Regions from separate parts of the Xenopus tropicalis genome. Here region 1 is linked to region 2. Evidence: chromatin contacts called from public Hi-C data. All regions are on one chromosome and are shown on one strand. Each heading gives the region's core, a stretch centred on a gene start, on an enhancer-like site or on the middle of the called end of the contact. The rest is flanking DNA. Distances are from core to core; before and after follow the strand shown. Region 1 holds the start of kif26b (kinesin-like protein KIF26B). Region 2 holds the start of smyd3 (histone-lysine N-methyltransferase SMYD3).

What was found. Hi-C and Micro-C count contacts between places; a contact is called where the count stands out from the background.
Region 1: a Hi-C map of neurula embryo shows a contact between it and region 2, with 2.9 times the contacts expected there. The contact joins the promoter of kif26b here to the promoter of smyd3 in region 2. A contact is called at or near these places in 5 of 5 Hi-C or Micro-C datasets (brain, gastrula embryo, liver and 2 more).

What each region holds. Positions count from the first base shown.
Region 1 is chr5:51,973,553-51,977,361 of UCB_Xtro_10.0, forward strand. It overlaps kif26b (kinesin-like protein KIF26B), which reads right to left and starts at 2,338. Exons shown (of 15, transcript XM_002931509.5): 1 at 1,312-2,338. The coding sequence starts at 1,374.
Region 2 is chr5:51,485,192-51,489,170 of UCB_Xtro_10.0, forward strand. It overlaps smyd3 (histone-lysine N-methyltransferase SMYD3), which reads left to right and starts at 1,679. Exons shown (of 13, transcript XM_031902501.1): 1 at 1,679-1,868; 2 at 3,788-3,963. The coding sequence starts at 1,827.

The sequences.
Region 1 (3,809 bases), core at 1,088-3,587, 490 kb after region 2:
CTCATTGCAGATCATTTGCTCTGGATATTCAAACTGTGGTAGTTTTTTTTTTGTGTGTGTGTGACAAGAATTGGAGAAGAATGCATAGGGGTTCAGATGCATAGATACAATGTGTCTGGTAGAAGTGGATCTGTTGCTTAGGAAGATACTGGCTAACACCTGGCAACACAAATGGTTGGAATATTCAAAGTCATCTAATTCTGGTTCAACAATTCTCAGAAGACTGGGTATGAACTGATCTCTAGCAAATGTGCCTGTGTGGCAGCAAATGAGTGTTAGAAAATAGCAAGGATACCCAAACATTTTCTACCAGATCAGCTAGCAGAGCAGCACTGTGCAAAATCTCTCAGGAGCGTATATATTTCTTCATTCACTCTCAACATTATATTTGCTTCCCTTTTATGAGGCACAAATAGAATGGTAATCTTAGTAAACCTTAACAAAACACCCTTAGAAAAAACAAATACAAAGTTCATGGAAATATTTGCATATTTTTTATTTATGATTGTTATTACTTCATTACATTATGGCAAGACAGGTAAGAAAACTAGATGATTCAGATGTTTGTTCCACACACTATGTCTACCAGATATACTTGTGTATTTGTGATCTATGTCTTTGTGATATGGTTTACATGTGACTGTGTAGGACCTGTGGTTGAGCTGTGTAATATAAAGGCTCACCACTGCATACATAGTGAACCATACTTCTGTACAGATCCCCATAGTGTGCTGTGGCACAATGCTTGTACTGGCTCATGCGACATGGCCAAACTGCAGGAGGAGTGCAAGAATGACAGTAGGTATGGTGAATGCCTGATATCTCTATAATGGCACTGTATGTGTGCCAGAAGCTGAGGGATACTGCCGCCTCTGGGGGAGACTTATGCTACTGTTGTATTTTGGACTGATACCTTCCCTTGTCAGTGTCTCCATGTGCGTAGGAATATGTCAACGTACAGTATATGCATTATACACATTGTGTGCATGTTAGCCAGTAAAACAGAATCACCATGAAAGAATTCCATGTACTACATTATATACATGCCTTTGCTTTGCATGTTTTAATTGCAAGTGTATTCCCTATAATTCTGCTTTCCTACCCCTACAATGGTGAGAGACTGAAATGTCTGTTGAATGGAAACACTGCATGCACCACTGGAATGCATAGGTAGAAATAATAGGATAATAATGAGTGGGTAGTTGTGCTGTGTACTGAAGGAGATACGACATGGCCAGGAAGATATCGCTTATGGAAAATGTGCTTCTGTATTTAGACATATACATGTTGGTTAATGAATTGGCGGCTTACCCCATATTTCCTGCTTCTAGAGGTAACTGCCATCCTGTCTTTATTCCCAGTCACTGAGCTCATGGTGAGAGGTGCTGAAGGCAACTTGTAGGTGGGTTACTTTGTATCCAAGATTGGACTAGGAGTGTGTAGGAATGCCAAGTGGCGGCTTTGTGCTTCCAGACCAACCCAGTTCCCCCTGTGAAGACCTAGCAATGAGCCCAGTTGGCAGAAACCTTTCCTCAAATCATTTTCACCTTCTCCTTATTTCCCTGCTGCTGCTGGTACTGCACGCTTTGGGCTTCACATCCACTGGGGTAACATATTTCACTTCAAGCAATATCCTCCAGGGTTCAGAGGGTAATAGAAAGGCTCATTAAAACAACAGTACATCCAAGGTAGTCTGAAATGGAAAATCCTAAAGCTCCCCTATTTCAATGAAAAACCAGTCGGTCTTCTTGTCCGCATAATGTGTAGAGTTAAAGGCAATCCATGGCTCTGGCTGCAGCCTCTCTGCCTCAGAAGCAGCATGGAAATGCTTGAGAGGATCCTGTGGGTGGGAGGAGCCTGGTCTGGCTGCTAAAGCTTTTGCTTTTCCTCCTCAGGTCTGGTATGAATCGGCTGCTTCCTATTAAAATGCACCTAGAGCTCGCACAGAATAATATCCTTGTTGCTTGTCCGTTCCTACCCCTTCTTAGCAGGGAACGAATTGCTAGAAAGGGTTAAGAGGCAGCAGCAGCCTCCTCCAGCCCTCATGCTGCCTGTTGTATAGAGGTAGGCTGGGAGCTGTGTTTATTTGCTCTAGTACCGCACACACCTTGCCCGACACTCACTGGCAGCACGTTGTTTTCTGTAACAAGATCCAGACTGCAGCCCTCACACTTCATGCCTTCCTGTGCCCCGCAGTGAATGTCTAATCCCCTGACTGCTTCTTGTCTCAAGCAGGGACTGTCTGTTTCTCTCAAGCGAGAAATGCTCGGCCAGCGTCAGACTCCGACTCCGCCGCAGCAGCAGCGCTGAGATCACTTCTGTTGGGCTCCTCTCTGGTGGCTGTGCCACACGTAGTGCCACAGTGGCTGCTTCTTATTCCCAAAGCGAAACGTTGCCATTCGGTAATTTACCTGCATATCCATGCAAAAAAAATGCAACGAAAGGGGATGTTCACCGTTAAATTCACTTTTGTAGATGGAACTGATTGGTGTTTTTTATGGCTTGCAAATTATTAACCTTCTTATTCTGCTTCCTGACCTACAACTTGGAACTACTATCTAAATATGGCCACTTACCCCTAAAACGCCAAATAATAGCATGAATATAAGGGTTTCATTTTATTATTATTTGTATTGCTTATATTTCTTTTCAGGCCACCCCCATTGATGTTTTCCATTTAATGTGGTTTCAAATGACTAAATGCTAGGTCTCAAGGAATTTGTATTTCCTACAGGGTTCCATCTTTATTTGACATGAACCCTTTCTAATGTGGCACCCAAACATGGTATCAGTAACATAAGGAGTGTCATTCAGGCTTCAGGGAACAATTTGCACCCAGCAGTGTGGCTAATGTGGTTATGGCCCCCTGGAAGGCCCCTATTGGGGGGGTGTCATGGTGCCCACATGGTATTTACACCACTGCTTGGTATTTCAGCTAAGTGCATTGTATAGAAGAAGTACATAATAAGACATGGATACTAAACATAATAAATGTCATACTGATCTGTCAAAAATTCATCCCTTGCATCTTTATTTTATGAATATATATGGGTGCACAGGAGTGAATTTCAGCTGTACAGCAGGTGTTTCTAAAAGGAGAGGGGGTGACTGTCTTGTACTGTACATGTAAAAGGGCCCAGCAGAACAGCAGGAGATAGAAAAATGGTGCAAAAGGATGATTAGCAGAGCTCACATGTTTTTCCACCAGCAGAGCAAAAGGCAGTGGAGAAAATGCCAATGCCAGGCTGAAATGCAAGTGTAGGCTGCCATTCTCTTTAATGCCGCATGTCAACACCCAGAAGGGGGTGGATTACAGCCAAAAATTCAAACTAAAACATTTTCTGAGTAAAATCAATGCCATGTGAGAAGTGACAGCCATTGTGTAGCATTAGCAAAAACACACTGGAAAAATAGCATATTGGAAGGGTCTGCTGCTGTGGAATAGTAGAAGGTTTGCCACCTGGCCTCTATTTTCCTGTCCTGGCCAGTAAAAATAATATATGTTCCCTGTATGTTTCCAATGTTATAAACAGGAAGGAAAGACAACAGAGATTGTTCTTCACCAAACAGGTGGCAACCCTAGAGTTAAGGTAAAGAGCAGCATGGTGACAGCAGCACAACAGGGACAAATACAATAACAGTTTGTATTGATCCCCAATCTATGGGCCATCATCAGTTGCTGCTGTACAACTCCCAGATACTCTGGGCTCCGACCCCACCATTACTAAACACAGCTCTGGAGCTATGAATTGTTCAGCCTGCAAACAGCCCATTGTTCCATTAACTATTACATGGCACATTTATATGAG
Region 2 (3,979 bases), core at 429-2,928:
TTCGTAGCCTTCGCGCCGAGTACGAAAGATTCGGATTCATTCAAGCTTCAGTATGGTGACTTTTCTTGGGCCAGGTTGGAGCTGCAGGGTGCCATTGAGTCTTATGGGAGGCTTCCAAAATCATGCAAAGTCTGAAAGTTTCGCCTGCCGCTGACGAGTGCTCAATACGAAAAAGTCGCGACAAGATAGCGCATCGTAATGGCTACGAAAAACTCGCGTTTTTTTGCGCAAATCGTATTGGTAATGAAAAAGTAACGAAAAGTTGTAAAGGCGCCGAAAAAAATCGCAAAAAATACGAAAAAGTCGCAAAATGTTTGTTTTCCAATCGGAATTTTTCGGATTCGTGGGTTAGTAAATGTGCCCCTTAGTTTTGAAATGCCCCACTGCTGTGACGTCACTTCCAGTAGTGACATAGCAATTGCAAGTTGCTTGCCAGTGGCATCTTCCACTTTGGTGGTTCTGTTCGGTTTTCCTACATTCTTTTATTTGCTACCGGTCTTCCTCATTTTATTCCTGGTGCTCAGAGGAATCGGTCTATTCGATTCTGCGGTATTCTTTATTTGCATCTCCTTCACCTCCTGGTTAGAAGAGATCGCTTGATTCAGTGCTGCAGCAATCCTTTGCTCATCGCATCTCCTTCACTTTGTGGTCCCTCGCTGATTTGAGGTCTGTTATTTGGGGTACCACTTGTGTGGTACTGTGATGGGTATTTATTTTATTTGAGCAGTGCATACAGCGTGGCCACAAGTCTGGGGTCTACTATTACTTTCAGCACATTCAGCATACAGATCTGGGGTCTACTATTACTACATACCTCCCAACAAAATTAAAAAGAGGATAATGTACGTGAACCCTGGATAGAGGCTCAGCCTGAGTCAAACCCTACTATATAATCCCAAACACAGGAATCAAATAGGCTCCCTAACAGCTGCAAAGCCTTGTCCAAGCCTGCCCATATTGCATCGATTGGTAATCTATTTAACTCTCTCAATGTCATGTACTATCTCTGTGGTCATAACACTATATAACTCAATGTATTGTTAACAAAATAAAAACCTTTAAAAATAAATAAATTTAAAAGCGGGACAAAAGAATATGCCGCACTGAGAGTGTCAAAATGTTTTGACCACACCCATATTACAACCCCCCCCTTTTCCATGGTTGGAATGGCAGCATCACATGTACCAAGTGCACTAGTGTTTTAAGCACTTTCTAGCCAAAAAGTGTTTGTTAGGTACACAAAAGACTTAGAGAAAAGGGCCACAGTCATATTTTTGTTATACTTTGTATAACAGCTGCTAAATATATTGGCACTATATAAACAGATTATACATCATTTCCCACAGTATATACCTTATATACCTTTCTTCCCAAGGTCTTTGCTTTTATTTCCTTTCCTTACCCCTTTGTTTTCTCTTCTTCCAGTATTTTTGTTATGTGATTTTCCTTCATTTACAAGATATGCTTTTCACTTGCATTTTTCTTTTGCTTTAACTATATTTTATGGCTCAGCCAGATCCCCACCATGTGTATGTAAATACACCAAATTGTAAGTGGGGGATAATATATAAGGCAGAGTTTGAAGAGTAAAGGGTTAAAGTGCACACAAAGTAGATAATGAAAGACTGCTTATCTCTAGCAGTACATCCCTTCATTCCTGCAGGGACTACAGCACACAGCAAAGCTCAGCCCAGCACTGGCCACACTTCCCCGTTCCAGACCAGCTGCTGCAGAAATCCAGCCCCCTTTTTCCCTAGCCATGTGAGCAAGCACAGCCAATGGGGAAATCCAGCCCCTTTCCCTAGCCATGTGAGCAAGCACAGCCAATGAGAATCTTCGAAACGCGGAGAAGCATCTGTATTTTACTTGTAAGTAACTGTAGGAATTCGGCAGTGCTGAAGAAGTCTAATCCTATCAGTACACAGAGCAGGGGGCTGCAGGTCTGGGGTCTGCTGCTACTGTTATTGCAATTACAATCAGTACATTCTGCGGGAGCCACATGTGTGGGGTTTGCTATTACTATTAGTACATATTGGGGAGCCACGGGTTTGGGGTCTGTTATTATTGCACAGAGCCGGGGTCACAGGTTGGGGGTCTGCTAATCCTATCAGTAAATAGAGTGGCGGGGCCACAGGTCTGGGATCTGCTGTTACTATTAGCACATTCAGTGGGGGCCAGGGGTTTGGGGTCTGCTGTTACTATTATTGCATAGAGCCAGAGTCACAGGTTGGGTGTCTGCTAATCCTATCAGTAAATAGAGTGGCGGGGCCACAGGTCTGGGATCTGCTGTTACTAATATTGCATAGAGCGGAGGGTGGGGTCACAGGTCTGGGGTCTATTACTATTATTACATACATTGGGGGCCACAGGTCTGGGGTCTGCTAATCCAACATAGAGCAGGGGGTCACAGGTCTGGGGTCTGCTATTACAGGCCGCACATTTAGCATACATTGGGGGAGCAACAGATCTGGGGTCTACTATTACTATTATTGCATAGAGCGGGGGGCCACGGGACTCGGGTTCTGCTGTTACTGTTAGCGCATTCAGTGGTGGTCCTCAGGTCTGGGGTTTGCTGTTACTATTATTACATACGTTAGGGGGCCACAGGCTGTTGGTCAACAGTTACTATGATTGCATAGAGCGTGGGGGTGTCTCAGGTCTGGGCTCTTCAAATCCTATCAGTATATAAAGCGGGGGGGCAACAGGTCTGGGGTCTAATAATCACAATAGTACATAGAGTGGGGGCCACAGGTCTACTATTAGCTCATTCAGTGCCACAGTTCTGGGATCGACTATTACTATTATTGCATAGAGCGGAGGGCCACAGGTCTGGGGTCTGCTATCATAATCAGTACATTACAATTATGCATTAGGGAGGGGGGCACAGGGGTCTGGGGTCTACTATTATTACATAGAGCACAGGTCTGGGGTCTGCTGTTACTATAATTGCATAAAGCGGGGGGGAGGTCACAGATCTGGGGTCTGCTATTACTATTATTACAAACTTTAGAGGTCCACAGGCCTGGGGTCAACTATTTAGTGAGGAGGTCACAGGTCTGGGGCCTGCTCTTATTATTATTACTACATACATTGGGGGGCCACAGGTATGAGGTCTGCTATAACTATTAGCACATTCAGTGGGGAGCTACAGGTCTGGGGTCTGTTATTACTATTGCATACGTTGTGGGGCCATACGTCTAGGATCTGCTAATCCAATCAGTACATAGAGCAGGAGGGCCACAGGTCTGAGGTTTGCTATTACTTTCAACACATTCAGCATACACTGCAGGGGACGACAAATATGGGGTCTACTATTACTATGAGTGGGTCTGGGGTCGACTATTATTGCATAGAGTGGGGGGTGGGGACATAGGTCTTGGCTCTGCTATTCCTTTCAGTACATAGAGAGGGGGTCTGGTCTGGGGTCTGCTATTACTATTAGCACATGCAGTGGGGAGCCACAGGTCTGGGGTCTGTTGTTATTATTATTGCATAGAGCGGTGGGGGCTCTGCTATTACTATCAGCACATTCAGTATACATTGATCTGGGGTCTACTATTATTGCATAGAGACTACAGGCTACAGCAATATTTCAGAGCGCAGAGATTGGGGAAAGGTGAGCAAAAGAGGTCTTACAGCATTTACAGAAGAGGTTTCTTGCTCTGCTGGAAAGAACTAAAGTTTTTGTCTGAACTCAGGGACACTGCGCAGGCTAGTGTACACCTCTCAATTTGCCACGCTTTCCATGCAGCTAATGACACACAAGTGCTGTTTATCTCATTTGCAGTGTGCAATAGTTGACAACATGATGTCGGGAATTCTGGAGAAGTTCCAAAGCCCAGGGAAGGGTAATGGAGTTCGGGCACTTAAGGATATGAGCCATGGATTAACGGTGATGATTGCTGAGCCCTACGTATATACTGTGTGCCGGATAAAGACTGCGTGCGATCACTGTCTTCACAGGTACAATAGCTTTCAC